Regions from separate parts of the Zea mays genome. Here region 1 is linked to region 2. A link is a contact called in public Hi-C data. All regions are on one chromosome and are shown on one strand. Each heading gives the region's core, a stretch centred on a gene start, on an enhancer-like site or on the middle of the called end of the contact. The rest is flanking DNA. Distances are from core to core; before and after follow the strand shown.

Region 1 (5,545 bases), core at 2,111-4,610, 170 kb before region 2:
TTAGTTGCCATGTTAAATTTTCTCAGGAGAGATAGTCCATGAATCCCAATAAGTTCCAAGAGCTAGTTTAACATGAGGATATAATCAAATTAGGACATGATTAAGTTTGATAAAAAAATGGTAGATGTAGTCGTAGCTGTACCAGCCAAATTTTCAAAATTGAATGCGAGGAAATACTCTTTAATCCTCATACAAGTTATCGGACTCAAACAGGGACAGAGCCATAAAAAAATTACGAGGGACTGAACTAAATCGCTACTCCCTCCGTCCACAAATGTTGGTCATTCTCACTTTTCGAATGGTCAATCAATTTTAACTTTGACCACAATTATATAAGAAAATATTAATATTTATAGTACATAATTAATATCATTAGATATATCTTTGAATCTATTTTTGTACTCAACTTATTCGAAGATACATATTTCAAATGTTGCTAATATATTCTACAAAGCTAGTCAAACTTAACAAAGTTTGACTGGCACGAATACCATAGCGACAAACATTTATGGACGGAGGGAGTACAATATATGAGCCACACCTACATTATATTTGTATGTTTTGAAATTTTGGAAAGTTTCAGTGGACACCATAGGCTCGATAACGGTAGGGGGCTCGAGCCCCGTCCACCTCACTGCTACCTCCGTCATTGGACTCAAGGGGATTCATGAGTTTCAAGAGGTGGAAGAACAGATTCCATCAAATTGAGACTTGATTTCCATAAATATGAAATGTAGATCAAAACATTTTAGTCAGGTATGGTCATGTTGATCAAATATGGCCACTCAGCTGATATCATCATGTCGATCAAATTTTAAATGGGCGAACATAGCCATTTATACTCATTCATTAATGGAGTGTTTGGTTTGAGGAATAATATAGTCCATCATCTTCTCACTCCTCATTTTTTTTGTTTGGTTTGTGGAATGAAGTAAGTTAATCTATCACCACCTCATTGCTTATAGTTAGTTGTTTAGTACTAATATGTGGAATAGAGTTATCCCACCAAATTTGAGGAATGGACCCATTATGCACCACTTCATTTTGGATAGAGTGGTTCATCAAACCAAACACCTCATAACTTTTCCAACATTTCGATCAACAATAAAACATCCAAACACACATCTGCAATTTAGAAACGGGTTGTACTAGTACAACTATGCCCACCAAGTTCTCATATAATTAAACATAGTATAGTTAAGTAACCTGACACATATAACCTCCATGAGTCAACACATGCACTTCCCACTACATGCAAAACTACCAACTGCACGACATTAACCAGCTTAAAACTCATAAGAAAAAAAACATGTAAAAACCTTACCCCAACACAAGATCATCACCAGCCTAATTGAAGAAGACGACGCCAATTAAGTTCCAAACACCACATAAACCCTAGAACTAATTGAGGATGGTGAGCTAGTTCAGCTTCATCAGCATCCATGCATGCATGCCCCCCATCATGCATGCCCAGGTGGACCTGGACGCGGCCACATGCAACTCACAACACATTCCCCGACGAGGATGAGCTGAACCCCGACAAGAACTCCACCGGCCACCCACCGCCACCGCCGGTGCTGCCGGGCCAGTAGGACTGCTGCTCATGATGCGCCGCGATGGCACCTCCGCCGTTGCTGCCGTGCTCCTCCATCTTCACCGCCGCGAGCTGCGCGAGCAGCCCCGAGGCGACGACGCCCCTCGGGAACCCGTCAGCTGCGAGGACGCCGGTGCCGTCGTCGGCGAAATGGTAGCCGTGCAGGCCAGCCTGCTGCAGGAACTGCGGCTGCATCTGGAGCGGGAGGTAGTGGTGGTAGCCCTCCAGCGAGGCCTCAAGCGCCGCGGCGGCCGCTGCGGGCGGGAGGCCGAGGTGGGGCAGCTGCGCCTGCATGCCGGCGATGGCCTCGGCCGCCGCCATGGCCGCGCTCGTGGTGGTGGTGGTAGTGGCCGTGGTGGAGGTGGAGGTGGTCGAGGACGAGGAGGTTGCCGCCGTGGCGCCCGCGCCGCCGCCGCGGGACGACTTCTTGCTGGAGCGCTTGGTGTTGCGCCTGCACCCGCCGCCGACGGGCACGTTGCGGAGCGCGCCGCCACGGGTCCAGTAGCGGCGGCACGCCTTGCAGAAGTGGCGCGGCTGCGACAGCGAGTAGTTATTGAAGTAGCAGAACTTGGTGTTGGTCGAGTCACAGCGCGGGCATCGGAGCGTGCCGGGCTCCGGCAGCGGCACGCGCGCGAGCCGGGCGCGCTCCGCCATCGACACCACGGGGCGAGGCTGCGCCCCTGCCCCCGCTCCCGCCGCGGCTTGCACTGAGGCCGAGGTGGACGAGCCGCCTCCCGCCGGACCGCTCGCCGCTGTGTCAGCAGGACCCCCCGGCAGCGGCGCCAGGCCGGACGGAGGAGGCATGAGGTGGTGGTGGTCGCTGCCACCGCCGCTGCCGAGGAGACACTGGAGCGGTGACTGCTGCTGCATCTGCATCTGCATCTGTATGTATAACGAATCAATTAATAAAGGCTGGAATTCAAAGCACGGTATATTCAAGAACATGCCTATAATGATGCCCTTCCTTTGTGTCTATGCTCAACCAGGGCATGAGCATAGGTAGTAAACAAACTTGCGAATCACAGCGATCAATCAACCAGAGATTTGAAGTTCGTATTGGAAAAAGGCCGGATTCACTCTAAAATAATAATTAGGAAACGGAGAGAGAAACCAGTTCGTCATGCTTGTGCATGACGAAACTAAAAGTAAGGAACGAAGAGTATATGATTGGATAAACCAATTACCTGGCCCCAATTGGGAGGGTCTAGGAAGATCGGGAGCGAGGAGAACACCATGATGATCGATGCGGTACCGGTGGCGAAGAACTACTTGGGCTCTTCCGCTACTTTCAGTGACCCTGACTTTGCGAGGGAGAACGAAGGAGAGAAGAAGAGAGTGTGTGAGGTGAGGAGTTGGAAACCACAACTTTCCTTGGCCCTGCCCTCAAGTGGCGCCTTTTATAATTTATGTCGCCTTCCTTAGCTGCTAAGAGAGAACCGTCGAGCTGGACGGAGCTACCTGCAGCTAAGAACAGTGCCGCAAGACAGCAAGAGACAGAGGCGGAGAGGGTGATGAGGAGGATGGCTAGCTAGAGAGCTAGTGGGGGTGGCTGGATGGATGTGTCATGGGTGAAGAGAGAGAGAGTAAAGTGTGATGGCTCAAAAAAGGTGATGGCCATGGCAAACCCTAGGTAGCTAACAGTAGGAGAGAGAGAGAGAGAAGAATGAAGACCTCAATCAGTGTGCAGGAAGAGAGGAGGAGACATGGACGGCGTCACCAGAGAAAGCGCGCGGAGGAGGGCTCCAGCACGCAATGGAAGGGGATGGGGATCGATCGGACGCGAGGAGGCGAGATGAAGGCCCCTCTGCTGGTGCCCCGTATTTATACACCACCAAAAGCCAAAATAAAGTGAAAGCGAGCCGGTCTGCTCTCTTGGTGGTGCCTGCCTGAGCTTGGCGACCCAAGTGCTCGTTAGCTAGGGCCCACCCGAGCTGGTAGATTATAGTGTTCTTATGTATTTATACGTGTACGGACGTACTCATCTGCTTAATTACGTGGTTATGCAGAATGGGTTTGGTTAGTCATGCAAATGATAGTGAATTGGGATAACGTACGTATTTTACTGATGAGCTAGCAGTGTCCGAGAGTGCGATAAATACGGGATGGGTATTTTCTCGGTATTAATCCGTCCGAAAGTGTTTAAATACTAATTAAGAACTATTTTGGAAGCAACTCAGTTTTTAAGGAACTAGTTTTTATCTTTTAGTTAGGAGAGACCAATTTTTTATTTTTAAGAAATTAGTAATCTAATTTCTATAAAATAAGTCATAAACTGATATATTTGAAACCAACTCAATTTCTATAAATCAGTTTTTTAGAAACTGAGTGTTTTCAAACAGACCTAAGTAATCTTTACATAAATTCATATATTGGATATGCATACTATATATTACTCGGTATGTTTAAAGTTGGAATATACTTTGGTGTCGTTTGGTTTTCACGGAACGGAGGCCTGGAACAATTTCTAGCTAGATTTTTTCTCTAAGTTATATAAGTTTTGATTAGATGGAACGATTCCAAGTCCATTCCTGAACAAACGAACAAGCCTTTATAAGGATTGGATATCGTATTTGACACATCCGACATTCATCCCTAGCTAGGAGCAACGGAATGGTAGTATCTCCGTTCTCCAATATTTGTCGGCTGCTAGTTTATTTTTGAAATAAACAATGATAAATAAAAAAGAACGGAGAGAGTATTTTCAACTGTATTGTAATATTGGTGTCATCACTCTGATCCATCCTGAAATATCTTGGCATTGCAGCTGTTATAAGTCAAGTTATCAGCTTCACCGGAGTTATTTTAAAAAACATTAACACATATAAAATACATTTCACAATGTATCTACTGAACTCATCTGGTATTAAAAGTATCATTTTACTTTGCTATACATTTAGACAAATTTATGATGAATTAACTGAGGACAACTAAATTCTTATATTTCATGACCGAGAGGGAGTATGTATTTGTTGTGAGGTGTACTGAGATTAGAAGAATGAGTTCGGTTCTTTAACTTAAGCTAGCTATAGTTTTGTCGTTTCTTATCAATAATATTGAGCTTGCTTACCTTGCCCTATATCTCGGGTCATGCTTAGGCGCTGAGGTAGTGCCCACTGGCGGGCGCATGCATAACACATTTATGGCCGACACTAAAAAGGCCATTCAGAACCTAAAATGGTTTGTTATCACCAAAAAAACACGTTAATGGCTTTAGTAACTAAATAGAAATATTAAGTTTTTTATCAAATTTGTTTGTCTTTTTTTTGTTTGGTCAAATCTGTGATGGGGTTCTGTATTGTGTGATATGTACTACGAGTAACTTACTAGAATTTTGTAATGTATCCTTGATGTGATATAATTGGTAAACTAGATTGCAACATGTATGGTTATTTAAAAGGGAATCTGGAACTATGGAGGTGTGTTATGTTCTCTATTCTAAATTCTGGTCATATTTGTGGGTTGTTTGTAGTTTTTAGGCCAGAATTTGGATTTTAGGTTTTTTCTATTTCAGACCGGAATTTGAATTTCAAGCTTTTTTCATTTCGGATCGCCTGAATTAAGTCCGGTACGTGTAAGCAAAAATATGTTAGGTCATGGGTCGACAACTTAGCCCATGGGCTAGCCCGGTATAGTCCATAATTATTGTGTGTCAGATTGGCTTAGAATTGAAACGTGTCATACCATTTTAGGCATGGGGCCGAGCCTGTGGGGGATAGATATCCCCTGGGTCCACTAAAGAAGTAAAAGGCCTCACGAAAAGCCCAAGGGCCCAATAATTCGTAAGGTCATTCTTTCGTGGGCCTAGGGAAAGACAACCAATAAAGAAGACGTGGGACTGATTAGTGCAAACACAGGCGGCCCACAACGTCGAACGAATGAATCACAAACAGAGACCCGACTTTCCCGCGCTGGAGCCCCCATGCAACGGGGCCATGCGAGGATAAGTCGGCG
Region 2 (5,460 bases), core at 2,324-4,823:
TTGGCGCCAAGGAAGAATATTTAGTTTGCTTTATTGTTATCATTTATTTTTGTAAGACTTCCGCTATGTAATAATGATACTTGTGACATTTATCTCTATACACTTTGTCATTATATGTGATGTTCTTCTTTGGCGCACATATGAGACGCACCCAGCTTTATCCCTTAAATCCAGGTGTCACAACAAGTATGGGGAAAAGTGTGTATGAACTCACTTATTATTGGGGCTCAAGAAGTGTAGTGTCACTACCGAAAACAAGCTCTTTGTCGAGTGCCCGATGCTTTGTCGACAACAATTTATCGGGCACTCGGCAAAACATGTTTTGCCGAGCGCCACTCTCAGTGAACAAACACACTCGGCACAGACCTCCTTTGTCGAGCGTGAACACTCTGCATAATCAGACGCTCAGCATAGTAGCCTTTGTCGAGTGTCCATCTCTCGGTGAAATGTAACCCTCGGCAAAGGGTCATCAGCAGGCCGCGTATAGAAATGGAGGCGAGGATAAGGGCGACTCGCTTGGTGGATCAGCAGAGGATGGTGGAGATGTTCCAATACATGTAGAGCCTTGGCGCCGCATAGGGTCTTGCTCCACCACATTTGTTGTTCCCTCTAGTTGACCCTACTCGGTTCCATACTCCTGTGGGTTTCAAAATTTTAGTCCTGCATGATATATATTCATCTGGTCTCACACATGCAATCTCTTCTCTGTGCAGGGACAATCGGTGGCATCGAACAACCCTCACGCTTCGCTCAGCCCTTCGCTGACACAGTCTAGCTGCAACCTCGCAGATGATCTTATGGTTGTCAAACTTGTTTGTGAAACTTGGTCTGAACTTGTGTGAGTTGTGGTCTTTGTGATACTTATGTTTGTGATAGAACTTATGTTTGTGAAAAACTTGTGAGACTCGTGGTTTTTGTGAGATATGTGGTATCTATTATGTATGTAATGATTCTGTGCACTTTGTGATGTATATGTGATGATTATGTGATATATGTTTTGTTTGTTTGGATGGAATAATAAAACCAAATAAAAAACAATTTTCTAGTCACTTTGCCGAGTGTTACACACGACAAAGAGCTCCTTCGCCTAGTACAGTGGCAAAAGTGTTAGACAAAGAAGGCACACCTAGGAACCGGTAAAGCTTCGTTGTCGAGTATTGTGGTCCTAGCACTCGGCAAAGAAGCACCCTTTGTCGAGTGCCTCTCGGCAAAGGGACTGGCAAAGGGGACCACTGGTGCTCCCTTTGCCGAGTGCCAGGCAGGCAGGCACTCTGCAAAAAAGCTCCCTTTGCTGAGTGCCAACTTGCGGCTCTTGGCACATATGGTGCCATGGGGGCCTACTAGAGCCTGCTTTGTTGAGTGCCAGGCCGGCTGGCATTCGGTAAAGGTTCCCTCTTTGCCGAGTGTAAGTGAGTACACTTGGCAAAGTCTTAGTCACCGTCACTTGTCACCATGATGGTGACTTTTCTTTGCCAAGCACTAGATGGCACTCGACAAAGACTTTGTCGAGTGCCCGACAAAAAGTACTCTACAAAGAAGTTGTTGTCGATGTACAGTTCACCGAGAGTCACACTCGGCAAAGACTTTGCTGAGTGCTTGAAGCACTCAGCAACGCAACTGTGTCCAGTAGTGTATATGGCTTACCAAGGAAAACGGCTAAGGCCGAGCATAGCTTTTAACTTTGTTGTTCAAAATTTTATTAGCAATTACTTAGTATAAGTAAATACCATCCCAATCAAAATAATATATCATAATGAAATTCCCACAATACAATGCATGACATGTTAAATTTAATTTCATACATTACTCATGTGAGGGTCCGAACCGCTCATGACCGTGAGCACGGCTGATATACCAGTTTTACACTCTGCAGAGGTTGCACATCTTTACGAACAAGTCGTGTTCCCTTTTCGCATTGGGTTGTGCAGACCCTTAAACATTTCCAAGGTGAGTTGGCGAGGACACACTACGAGGCCTTTATAAAGTTTCACTAGCATCAGAAAAGTTGCTATGGTTTCAAGCAGAGGGGGTATAGAATCCCTTGTCCAGAAAGCTATCATAGACAGCTTGACCCGAGAACCTCCCTGTACTTGTGGTAACTCCTCCACGCTTGCCCCTTTTGAGAAAGAATTCTCACATGCTAGCTTTCCTAATTAATCAGCCAACATCATCCCATTCCACCATTGTGATAGCATTGTTGTCTCGGGTGGTCGCTCCATGTTCCAATTAATAAAATGATCTTATCATGTATAATAATAAAGCCAACATTAATAATAAGACCAGATCATAATTTGTATGTAACATTAATCCCAAAACCAAGTAGAACAATAGCAAGACTACCCAATAACTCATTTGCATGCAAGGTGTAAGATAAAGAAAACTAGGTAACCTATTAAGTCCCGTCTAACAATGAAATCAGGGTGTGAATATAAAAGTAAATATTATTAGGTCAAAAATGTGATCAAGGACCCAACTTGCCTTTTACTTGCGATAACTTGTTGATTAGATCTCTTCAAAAGTCTAGATCTACAGACCACATACACTCGCCTGTCTAAACGTAGCAGTACAAGCATACAGACAAATAATGATTTAAAATTTGAAGCACACCAAACATGAAAACCAAATACGTAAGAGTATTATATGCATCGAGACGAATCCGCGATTTCGAGAACTACTAAAAATGGAGTTCAAACACGAAAGATATAGATTTTCTAAGTTTCTAGATTTATTCTTATACAAAAGTCATGTTCTGTTTTTTTATTTCCCAAAAACCTAGATGGTGGCTTCAATTTTTTTGGAATGTCCAGCGTGCTTTGTGTAAATTTCAAGGCCTTGTTTTAAATACTATTCAACTGATTTGGACAGCGACTTTATTAAGTAAAAAGGCCAGGGGCACTTTATGAAAACAGCCTCGCTATTATAACGTGCGAGTGTTACTGCCCGTTAGATCTTGATATGAGGGATTGGATAAGATGGCCGAACCGGTATGAAGTCTAGACCACCGGATCATCATCTAACGATCCATAACTCACCCCGTAGCTTTACATCAAGATCCAACTATAGACGTCCGATCGGATTTCGATGCATCATATTTAATGACCCGCAAAACGGTATACTCCAATCAGGGTCATTCCTTGGATGTTGCACGTCCTCCCGCCGACCAGTTGTGGCGACGTGCAGAGCCCACGTGGCGAAGGCCATGGTCGTCGAGCACGCAAATGCGCCCCAATATCTGATTCCCAAAGTTGATAGGTTCTAAACGAAGCCTAGTCTATTACGCATCGAATAAGGTACTTCTTACCAGATATAGTGGTGGGAGCAATGTTGCCATGGAGGCCATCGGCTCCACGATGGAGAAAGAATTCCGACGAGCAATCTCTGGTGCTCCACTATGAATTTCCACCAGGCGAGGCCATAATCACCTTCCTCGCGATCTAGTTAAGCCCCATGACCCGACATTGAGACCCCATCGATGGTGTACGAACGAACCAACAATGGCGGCTTCGGTTCTTACTCAGCGACCTGCTCGACGTTCTTCGTTTTTGTGGTCACGACATACTCGAGTGGATGTGCAGGGCGATCTCGGGGGCTCAGGATTTATAACCGAAGCTAAGGACCCAGGCCAGATGAGATTGAGCTGGCAGCAACGGAGTTTGTTACGATTTTTTGAAGTTTGTTGCGATCGCGCATGTGGCTTGTTGCGAGGGAAGGGACGAATCCGATGAATGGGGCCCACATGGAGGTGACAAGAGATACACGTGAACTTGACTGTGAGGGGAGCGTGCGACGAGGCATGGGAGACTAGCCCATGAGCCCCATGGGTCAGCCGTGTGGTAGAAAGAAAAATGAAGGGAATTAGATGGGTCGACGGGTGCTTAATCGGCCCATTTAGCGAAAGAAGAGGGCGATCTGGGCCAAGAGGGATGAGGGCCCGAGAGGCAGGTAAGGTTAGGTACACTTTCTTTTTTATTTCTAGTTTCCTTTTCCTTTTTAAGTTTTATTTTTTTCTAGTTCAAATTTCAAATTCAAGTTAGAATTCAAAATCCATCAAACTGAAATGCACAAGCAAATAAATCTCCATCATGCAATTTATGATTTTATTTATATGATTTATTTAGGCCAATGCTTCAAATATGCAACACATATTGATGATTTAAACATAACACTCTTTTAAAGATATTGTCTTATTGAAAGCATATTATTCATTTTAATATAAAATAGTTTATAATGTATAATATTCAAGAGATACTTTGAAATAAATCGCAACTCATATAAGGATCTTCTCATCTATTTTTTCATATTTTTAGGTTCCAAATTACATCGCTCATTTTAATTGTTCAGACCTAAGTTTGAACCATCTATTATTACCATTCGACCATTTTACATAATTTGTTTTTGAAAATAAAGGAAATTCTTATTAAATGCTTTTTAATTTTTATAATCCTTTGGGGACAATCTTTCCTAAAACCCAAAATAGTATTTTGGGTGTTACAATTTTGCCTCACTAGGCAGCCAATAGCTACTTTTGGGTTGATCTATTTATACCCCTCACCATGGCCTATTATAGGTTGCTAAAGCTTTCCACATCCATATACACCATCAAAGACAAGAGAGATCTCCAAATTCACCCTTTTCTGGGACTTGAGTGCATGTAGTCTCATTTTTTAATCCAATATCAAGAATTGAGCATTATGAGATTGTGTGTGAAAGAAACTTGAGAAACCCTTAAGTACTTTGTGGTGAAATCAAGTTCATGTGAAGCGTTTGTTACCCTTGGAGCCTTGCTTTTATATGTATTAGTGGTTGTTAGTGTATCCCCATGGTGTCCTGCACGAGCAAAAGTTTGTGAGGGCTTGATCTAGTATTAAAAAAAGGAAAAGAGATAATCTAGTGGAGAATGCAAATAGGTCAATTTGGATCCAGCAAGAGTAGACCTTTATTGGGTTACTTATGGCTTCCACAATAGAGATGTATGACTCTTGTGGTGATGCTCTAACTTCGGTCAAACAAATAATTGTGCCTTCTTTATTTGTTTGTCTAACTTTACTTTTACATTGAATTTTTCATATTTTACGAGCCTCCATTTGTTTCTACTTGTTTGTACACGTTTGTGGGTGTAGGCATCAATTGACAAAGTTTCATAGGTACAAAAAGCACTCCTAAAACACCTTAGATTTTAGAGGAAGAAAGAAAAGCACAATAAGTTCTTGATGAGTTTTCTAGAACAGTCTAAGGAAACTAGCTAGGTTAGTTCGAGGAACTAGCCAGCCTTGTTATTCTGCTATGCAAGAGGAAAAAAACAACTAGGATAGTTTGGAAACTAGTTAGGTCAGTTTTGCTAGGTGAAGTGGCATTTTATTTGTGTTTTGTGTAGGTTTATTTTTATAAAAGCCTATGCAATGTTCTGTTATAGGCTTCATTTAGGTTTTTCTAGTTTAAAAGGATATTTTCGATAGATGG

The links. A called contact is a pair of places that touch in the nucleus more often than the background predicts.
Region 1: a Hi-C map of ear shows a contact between it and region 2, with 2.8 times the contacts expected there. The contact joins the promoter of LOC100273972 here to the promoter of LOC103639955 in region 2. A contact is called at or near these places in 2 of 25 Hi-C or Micro-C datasets (ear and tassel).

The regions. Positions count from the first base shown.
Region 1 is chr1:158,003,406-158,008,950 of Zm-B73-REFERENCE-NAM-5.0, reverse strand. LOC100273972 (Dof zinc finger protein DOF2.2) reads right to left here and starts at 3,360. Exons shown (of 2, transcript NM_001398897.1): 1 at 2,779-3,360; 2 at 1,114-2,476. The coding sequence starts at 2,829. The coding sequence ends at 1,502.
Region 2 is chr1:157,836,635-157,842,094 of Zm-B73-REFERENCE-NAM-5.0, reverse strand. It overlaps LOC103639955 (pyridine nucleotide-disulfide oxidoreductase domain-containing protein 2), which reads right to left and starts at 3,573. Exons shown (of 7, transcript XR_004855367.1): 1 at 3,302-3,573; 2 at 1-2,239.